2 separate regions of the Macaca mulatta genome follow, and region 1 is linked to region 2. The links are chromatin contacts, called in public Hi-C maps. All regions are on one chromosome and are shown on one strand. The core of a region is the stretch at or near the end of the contact, and the rest is flanking DNA. Distances in the headings are between cores, read along the strand shown.

Region 1 (4,270 bases), core at 683-3,182, 120 kb after region 2:
AAGAGCCAATTCGTACTTAAGCAGAAAAAAAAATAATAGAGAAAAAAATAAAATCTTAAGAAAAAGGGAAAAAATAGCCAATTGATAATAGAATGGGAAAGTTTTAAGTATGGGAGGTGGGGGTAGGGGTGGAGCAGGGCGCTGGTGTTACAGTTCACTAGGAGATGAGGAGAGCTGGGCTTGCTTTGAAGCAATTCAGGTGGCTCTTCCTGATTGGTGGAGACAGGGAAGGAACAGGCAGTCAAGGTTCTGCTTTTGTTCTGTCTCAGCCAGTGCCCATTCCACGGCTCCTATTCCTTGAAAAAACTGGCCTGCTGGGCACTGGCTACAAAGTATCCGCTATGAGTGGGACCCTACTTGCAACAGACTTCTCCCGGCGGGCCTAGTTACAGAATCCTCTACCCCTGCTAACATGGCTTTCTTGAGTCCGGGCCACTCTGCTACCACACCTCCTCCCAAAACATTGTATGATTGTTCCTTTCTGTTTAGGCTCCTTCCGTTTGGTAGTGATTGTTGCTTTTATTAGCAAACATTATACCAAAATGAAAATAAACACAAGTGTCAGTGCGGGAAGAGAGTAAAGTGGGTTCTGTGTCTTCAGTACTGGGAAAAGATTTGCTGTGAGACCTGGTGGTCAACCCAGTACCTGATCTTCTCTGTGCACCTCTGCAATTATTGTAAGGATGTTATCTGTCTGTCTCCTTCCCCCTCACAGGGTGGGCAGCTGCGGTCTTCCTCATACACCCTACTGACACAGGGGTGGGGCCATTCAAGAAGCAGTCACTTCAGGGATAGGCCCACTGCCGCGCCTGCCTGCTCATGTCCACAGGCAGCTGCCCAGCTGATCAATCACCACAATTTGGGGTTAGGAGTTTGGTCCTGGAAGGCAGGTAGCCACAACTACTACCTAGCCAAAGAATATTCTAAAGAGCTGTCCTGTCGTGTTCAATGTCTAGGTCCACGGTTCCCGCAAGCTTAGCGAAGTAATGCTCTATCATTCTTACCCGCATTTACAGATGGGGAAATGGGCTGGGAGATGACAATCTGGAGGGACCAGGATTTGTGTCTCGGCTCAATTTCTACATCTCTAAATGGAAATAATTCTACTAACTCTGAGGGTTGTGGGGGGAATTTAATGAATATATGTGTTTACTTGTTTATCTCCTGTTTTCTGTTCTAGACTGTAAACCCAATGGGCAGCTACTTCGGTTTGTTCACTGCTCTATTGTCAGAGCCTAGAACAAGTGCCGGTACGAAGTAGATGTTCAATAAATATCCAAGCCTAAATGGAAGCGACAGGAGACAAGTCTAGGCCAGAGCCTGGCCCTTCTATAACCTTAGTTCCCCAGATTTGCCTTCCACATCTGGCAGCCACTGGTTGATGGAAGCATCGTCGGGCTGGGGCTACGGCTGGGGCTGGGGGAAACTACTTCTGGCCTTGGGACAAGGTCAGCAAAAATCTCAGCAGCGAGGAGGCCAGAAAAGTCCCCAGGGGCAGGCTGCAATGCCAGCCTAAGCCCTCAGGTTCCCTTTTTCTTTTTCTACATCAGGAAAAGCACTTTTCTCGCCCTGCCTGCAGAGCGGGCCACCCCCAGCTGCAGGCTGCCGGGACGGAAAAGGAGCCTCGCACGAGCGGCCGGGCGAGGCCGAGGAACAGGAACGGCGTGGCGAGGAGACCAGGTCCCGGAGAAGGAGAGCCGACCCCACGGGCAGAGAAAGGCGGGGAAGGGCGCGGAGGCGGAGCACTGGGCCTGTCCCCGCCCGCGGCTCTCGCGCTTCGGAGCTGTTCCACCTTAAGCGTCTGGACCCCCTTAAGGGCAGGGGCTGGAGCAGCGAGCCCCGGGGGCGGAGCCTCCAATGCAAATGAGGGGCGTGGGCAGGCGGGGCGTGGCGGCCGGGGCGCTGACCTGACGTCAGGCTCGCGGCCCGGGCAGTTGGCTCGGCGGCAGCGGAGCGGCCGGAGCGGCCGGAGCGGCGGTGCGAAGCGGGGCCGCGCGGCGTGGCGCGGGGAGCGGCGGCGGCGGCAGAGCCAGAGCAACATGGCGCCGGTGGGCGGGGGCGGGCGCCCGGGCGACGGGCCGGCCCGCGGGCGCCTCCTCCTGGCGGCGCCGGTGCTGCTGGTGCTGCTGTGGGCGCGGGGGGCCCGGGGCCAGGGCAGCCCCCAGCAGGGCGCGATCGTGGGCATGAGGCTGGCGAGCTGCAACAAGTCGTGTGGGACGAACCCGGATGGCATCATCTTCGTGTCCGAGGGCAGCACCGTGAACCTGAGGCTGTACGGCTACAGCCTGGGCAACATCTCCGGTAACCTGATCTCCTTCACCGAGGTGGACGATGCCGAGACCCTCCACAAGTCCACCAGCTGTCTCGAGCTCACCAAGGACCTGGTTGTCCAGCAGCTGGTCAACGTGAGCCGCGGGAACACGTCCGGCGTGCTGGTGGTGCTCACCAAGTTCCTCCGGAGGAGCGAGAACATGAAGCTGTATGCACTGTGCACCCGGGCCCAGCCCGACGGGCCCTGGCTGAAGTGGACGGACAAGGACTCACTGCTCTTCATGGTGGAGGAGCCTGGGAGGTTCCTGCCTCTCTGGCTGCACATCCTCCTCATTACGGTGCTGCTGGTGCTGTCGGGCATATTTTCTGGCCTCAACCTCGGGCTTATGGCCCTGGACCCCATGGAGCTGCGCATCGTGCAGAACTGTGGCACCGAGAAGGAGAGGCGCTATGCCCGCAAGATTGAGCCCATCCGGCGCAAGGGCAACTACCTTCTCTGTTCGTTGCTCCTGGGGAACGTGCTGGTCAACACCTCCCTCACCATCCTTCTAGACAACCTCATCGGGTCCGGCCTCATGGCGGTGGCCTCCTCCACCATTGGCATTGTCATCTTTGGGGAGATCCTACCTCAGGCCCTGTGCTCCCGACACGGGCTGGCTGTGGGTGCCAACACCATCATTCTCACCAAATTCTTTATGCTGCTCACCTTCCCCCTCAGTTTTCCCATCAGCAAGCTCCTGGACTTTTTTCTGGGCCAGGAGATTCGCACTGTTTACAACCGGGAGAAGCTGATGGAGATGTTGAAGGTGACGGAGCCGTATAATGACCTCGTGAAAGAGGAGCTCAATATGATCCAGGGTGCCCTGGAACTCCGCACCAAAACCGTAGAGGATATCATGACCCAGCTCCAGGACTGCTTCATGATCCGCAGCGATGCCATCCTGGACTTCAACACCATGTCAGAGATTATGGAAAGCGGCTATACCCGCATCCCGGTGTTTGAAGATGAGCAGTCCAATATCGTAGATATTCTCTACGTCAAAGACTTGGCCTTTGTGGACCCTGATGACTGCACCCCGCTCAAGACTATCACTCGCTTCTACAACCACCCAGTGCACTTTGTCTTCCATGACACCAAGTTGGATGCCATGCTGGAGGAGTTCAAGAAGGGTAAGGCCGCATGTAGTTCCCCTGGTTCAATTTCCTCGAGACGCCTCTTGTCCCCTGGCGTGTTTTGTGTCTACTGGCTTTAGTGTTCTGTTTGTGTGACTCTGTGTCCCTTTGCCCATCACTTCCTATGCCTCTGAGGTGAACGATTTTGGAGCAGGAGACCCATTCTCAAGTGTCTGCCGTCTGCCAGGTAGTATGCTGTGTGCTCCTGATGAATCAAAGCTGAATAAGACACACTCGCTCCCTTGGAGGGCTGGAGCAAGGCCTCAGGGAGCTGTTGAAGCAAGACAGAGTAAGATGCCTGAAAAGAGGCCAGGGTGATGGAGATTTAGAGTATGGGGTGGAGTCGAGAAGGGGCTGGGAAATTGGGGAATTCACAGGGGAAGGTGCTTTTGAGGAGAACCTTAAAAGGTGGAGAGGCTTGCTGCTTGAGGCAGAGGGAACCCCGCAAGCAGAGAACCCGAGTGGTGAAGCAAAGGTGTGCTGGTGGCCCAGCGGGTGGTCCTGTTTCTTGGGCGTAGTGGCTCTGATGCTCAGTTGTCAATGGCTGGAGTCGTTTGGGGCCTGGTGGTGGATGCTAAGTTTGCTCCCAGCGTGGAGCTGCAGGTTTTTGAGCAGGGGAGTGATGTTACTGGAGGTGCCAACCCACAGAAGCAGAACTGGGAGGTCTCTCATTGGCTTGCCGCTCAGAACAATGCCAAGTGGCGCTTTCGACTATTCAGCAGACGCAAGCAGATTAAGTTTTGGTAATTGTCCCGTCTTTCCCTGGCGCCAGCATCAGCTTCCCTCCAGTGGTCTGCCGGAAACCTTCAGCTGCCTTGCACTGCCT
Region 2 (4,084 bases), core at 14-2,513:
GCGTGATCTCGGCTCACTGCAACCTCCGCCTCCAGGGTTCAAGCGATTCTCCTGCCTCAGCCTCCCGAGTAGCTGAGACTACAGGCGTGTGCCACCACGCCCGGATAATTTTTTTGTATTTTTAGGAGAGACAGGGTTTCACTGTGTTAGCCAGGATGGTCTCCATCTCCTGACCTCGTGATCCACCCACCTCGGCCTCCTAAAGTGCTGGGATTACAGGCATGAGCCACTGCTCCCAGCTTTTAGATATTCATTAGTTTTCCTTCTAACTATTAAATAAGATGTAATTTATACAACGTTCAACCCTAAAACCTAAAAAACCTTGCTGTGGAGAATAACAGTAAATGCCCCAGCTCCACCTTAATGCTCAGAGGCTCTGACAGCCATAAAGACAGCCACTTCAAAACTGCATGGGCTTCCTCGACCTTCCATAGGAGCTCATTCATTCAAAAGCTAATTTCCTTTTGTCAAAGAGGGTCTCATATGTAAACTTAGGTTTTTCTTAGTAAAAAGGAGGCTTCCACGTTAAGAAGAACTTTCGCTGAGACCTCACAGAAATAGTCCTTGATTTTCCTATCCCTTTTCTCAGGTCGCTTCACTGTTTTCTTATTTTCTCATCTAAATTGTGTGACTTTGGCAATGATTCACTCCAGACAACTTGCTTGTACAAGGAGAAAACATCAACCTTACGTCTGACCTTGAAATCAAAAGGACAGCAAGGAGGGCAGGTGTGGGGTGGGAAAAAAAAAAAAAAAGGGCCAGACTTGGTGGCTCACGCCTGTAATCCCAGCAGTATGGGAGGCCGGGGCGGGCAGATCACCTGAGTTCGAGAATTCCAGACCAACCTGACCAACATAGAGAAACCCCATCTCTACTAAAATTACAAAATTAGCTGGGTGTGGTGGCGCATGCGTGTAGTCCCAGCCACTCGGGAGGCTGAGGCAGGAGAATCGCTTGAACTCGGGAGGCAGAGGTTGTGGTGAGCTGAAATCGCACCATTGCACTCCAGCCTGGGCAACAAGAGCAAGACTCCATCTCAAAAAAAAAAAAAAAAAAAAAAAAAGCAGAATAGGAGAAAAGAGAAAAGAGGAGGTGAAAGCAGCCAGATGATTTTGTTTCTACAGGCCCAGTCACCTATACTGGGTGACACCCATACTGTTCCTCTTCCCCCCTCTTTCCCATTAATTCCTCACCAGAACCGAGAACCGCCCACCTTTGTGACATCCTCTCTGTTGCCAAGCAACAGACAGGAAGTGGGGCTCCACTCACCCCAGGATCCCTGGGAAGAGCCTCGGACTGAGGAGCTCCAAAAAGGAAGCTGTGGCACTGCGGAGGGAACGAGGGAAGAGAGTAGGTCTCCGAGATGCTGCGGCTTGTTGTGCAGTCGGCCAAGATTGACCCACCGCTAGCTCCACTACCCAGGCCCTGCATGTCCATCGACTTCAGAGGTGAGAGCCTCCTTGAGTCCACATGGGAGAGAGAAGCCCCCAGAGGCAACATGCATTCAGTGAAAAAAGAGGTGTAGGGCACCGTACTACGTAAAAGATGCCCTGTATAACACAAAGTGAAGTAGACATTGCCCAGCTCTCTCAAAACTTATTGCTGTCGTTTGATTATGACTTCTCTGCCTCCTACTTTTGCTAGGGAATGGATATGGAAAAAAGAGAGGACGAGTGCTTCTGGACCTTCTTCCATGACCTAGAGCTGCGCCGTAAACTAAGGCTTAAAGAGAAAGTCCCTGCTTCCTCAGATTGATATGGGGGTTTAAAAAGATAATATGTGTATAGCCCTTAGTATAACTTCTAGTAATAACTGCTTGATCATATTAGTTCCGTTTGCATGAGCTTTACAACTGACAAAGCGTTTTTTTTTTTTGTTTTTTTTTTGAGACAGACTGTCACTCTGTTACCCAGGCTAGAGTGCAGTGGTGTGATCTTGGCTCACTGCAACCTCTGCCTCCCAGGTTCAAGCAATTCCCCTGCCTCAGCCTCCGAAGTAGCTGGGACTACAAGCGCATGCCACCACACCCGGCTAATTATTGTCATTTTGGTGGACACGGGGTTTCACCATATTGGTCAGGCTGGTCTCGAACTCCTGACCTCAGGGATCCACCCACCTGGGCCTCCCAAAGTGCTGAGATTACAGGTGTGAGCCATGGCACCCAGCTGACAAAGCCTTTTCATATGTACAATGATGTCTGCTGCTCACAGCAATTCCAGAGGTAGATGAAGCAAATTTTATCATCTCCATTTTTTTTTTGTAGATGAAGCAAGTTTTACTATCTCCATTTTTTTTTTTTTTTTTTTTTTTTTTTTAGTTAAGAGAATAGAACCCCAAGAAGGAAGGGAAAGAAAAGGATGAAAGAATTTGTGAGAGAAAATGAGAGAGATGTTAGGTATATTTAGATATCAAAGATCTGGCAGCTAAAAGGAAAGAAAAGAATAAAGGGTGAAAGGATGGGGCATGGTGGCTCACGGTTGTAATCCCAGCACTTTGGGAGGCTGAGGTGGGCAGATCACTGGAGGTCAGGAGTTCGAGACAAGCCTGGTCAACACAGTGAAACCCCGTCTCTATTAAAATATAAAAACTAGCTGGGCGTGGTGGCAGGTGCCTGTAATCCCAGCTACTTGAGAGACTGAGGCGGAAGAATCGCTTGAACCTGGGAGGCGGAGGTTGCAGTGAGCCAAGATCACACCACTGCACTCCAGCCTGGCCAACAGATCAAGAAGTGCCATCTCGAAAGAAAGAAAGAAAAACGAAAAAAGGGTGAAAGTATGTAGGTGGAGATACAGGACGGTGGATACAGGCAAATAGGTTTTACAGGGACAGTTGGTAGGGAGAAAACCCAGACCAAGAGAAAAGAGGACACAGTAGTTCCTACAGGAGATGTGAGTGAAGAATGAAATTTCTTTATTTTATGTTATGCTGTTGTTCTGTGAAACTAGGCTTGTTGAACACAGCAATATTCAGAGATTGAACATTTGGGACTCTGGGCTCACAGGGTCATACATGCTGATGTCCTCAGTCTGCAGGTTTCAAGAGGGGCGGTGCGAGTTCAGGATGAATTTGCCCTGCTTGACTAATTCTCCAGTTAGCCAGGCGAGGGGTTGCCAGTTCTTCTCTGATTCTGAGCCATCTTCCCCACCAACTCATGGGCACCATCTTTCTCATTCCAGAAATATCTCTCACAAAGATGCCTAAAACTCAGAACCCTGGGTTCACCCACAGATTCTTCTGATTGTATGTTTATGTTTGACACTTTGTACTCCTTTTGTCCTTCTCAGCCTCTTCCTTCATATGCTGTCCACTAACCTGCTCCCCTTCCCACTGCTTGGAGGGCCTTTTACCCATTATGGATGTTTCAGGATGTCTTCGTTAGGGTACACTGGGCTTTGCTCTGGCAATAAATAAAACCTTAATTTTCAGTGGGTTAACGATGAAAGTTTACCTCTTGCTTACACCAAGTCCTGCATGGATGGTGCTGGTCAGACAGCTCTCCTGGGTAGCTCCTACAAATGGTAGTTTAGGGACTAGCCACGTGCTCCTTGTGGCTGCAAAGTTAGCAGGTCACGAGGGTGGCTATAGGGAGAGGAGAGAGGAGAATGAAGAATCTCATGGAAATTGAGAACCAGACCTGGCAGTGGCAAATATCATATCCATACCCCATTGGCCAGAGTGAGTCACACGGCCCCGCTTAGCTGCAAGACACTGAAAACTCCGGAAGAAAATGAAATGGGCCAGGCGTGGCGGCTTTCACCTGTAATCCCAACAATTTGGGAGGCTGAGGCAGGCAGATAGCTTGAGTCGGGAGTTTGAGACCAGCCTGGGTGACATGGTAAAACCCTGTCTCTACAAAAAATACAAAAATTAGCCGGGTATGGTGGCATGTAGTCCAGGCTACTTGGGAGGTGGGAGGATGGCTTGAGCCTGGGAGACAGAGGTTGCATTGAGCCCAGATCATGCCACTGTACTCCAGCCTGGGTGACAGAGTAAGACCTCATGTCACACACACACACACACAAAAGTAAAGAAAAAAGAAAAAGAGAAACGAAGAAAGAAAATGAAATGAACATATAGCATTATC

The links. Hi-C and Micro-C count contacts between places; a contact is called where the count stands out from the background.
Region 1: a contact with region 2 is called in a Hi-C map of liver, with 2.7 times the contacts expected there. The contact joins the promoter of CNNM4 here to the promoter of FER1L5 in region 2. A contact is called at or near these places in 4 of 14 Hi-C or Micro-C datasets (CD4 T cells, blood, fetal cortex germinal zone and 1 more).

What each region holds. Positions count from the first base shown.
Region 1 is chr13:5,416,885-5,421,154 of T2T-MMU8v2.0, forward strand. CNNM4 (cyclin and CBS domain divalent metal cation transport mediator 4) reads left to right here and starts at 1,933. Exons shown (of 7, transcript NM_001356559.2): 1 at 1,933-3,441. The coding sequence starts at 2,040.
Region 2 is chr13:5,295,561-5,299,644 of T2T-MMU8v2.0, forward strand. FER1L5 (fer-1 like family member 5) reads left to right here and starts at 1,264. Exons shown (of 52, transcript XM_028832154.2): 1 at 1,264-1,448. The coding sequence starts at 1,364.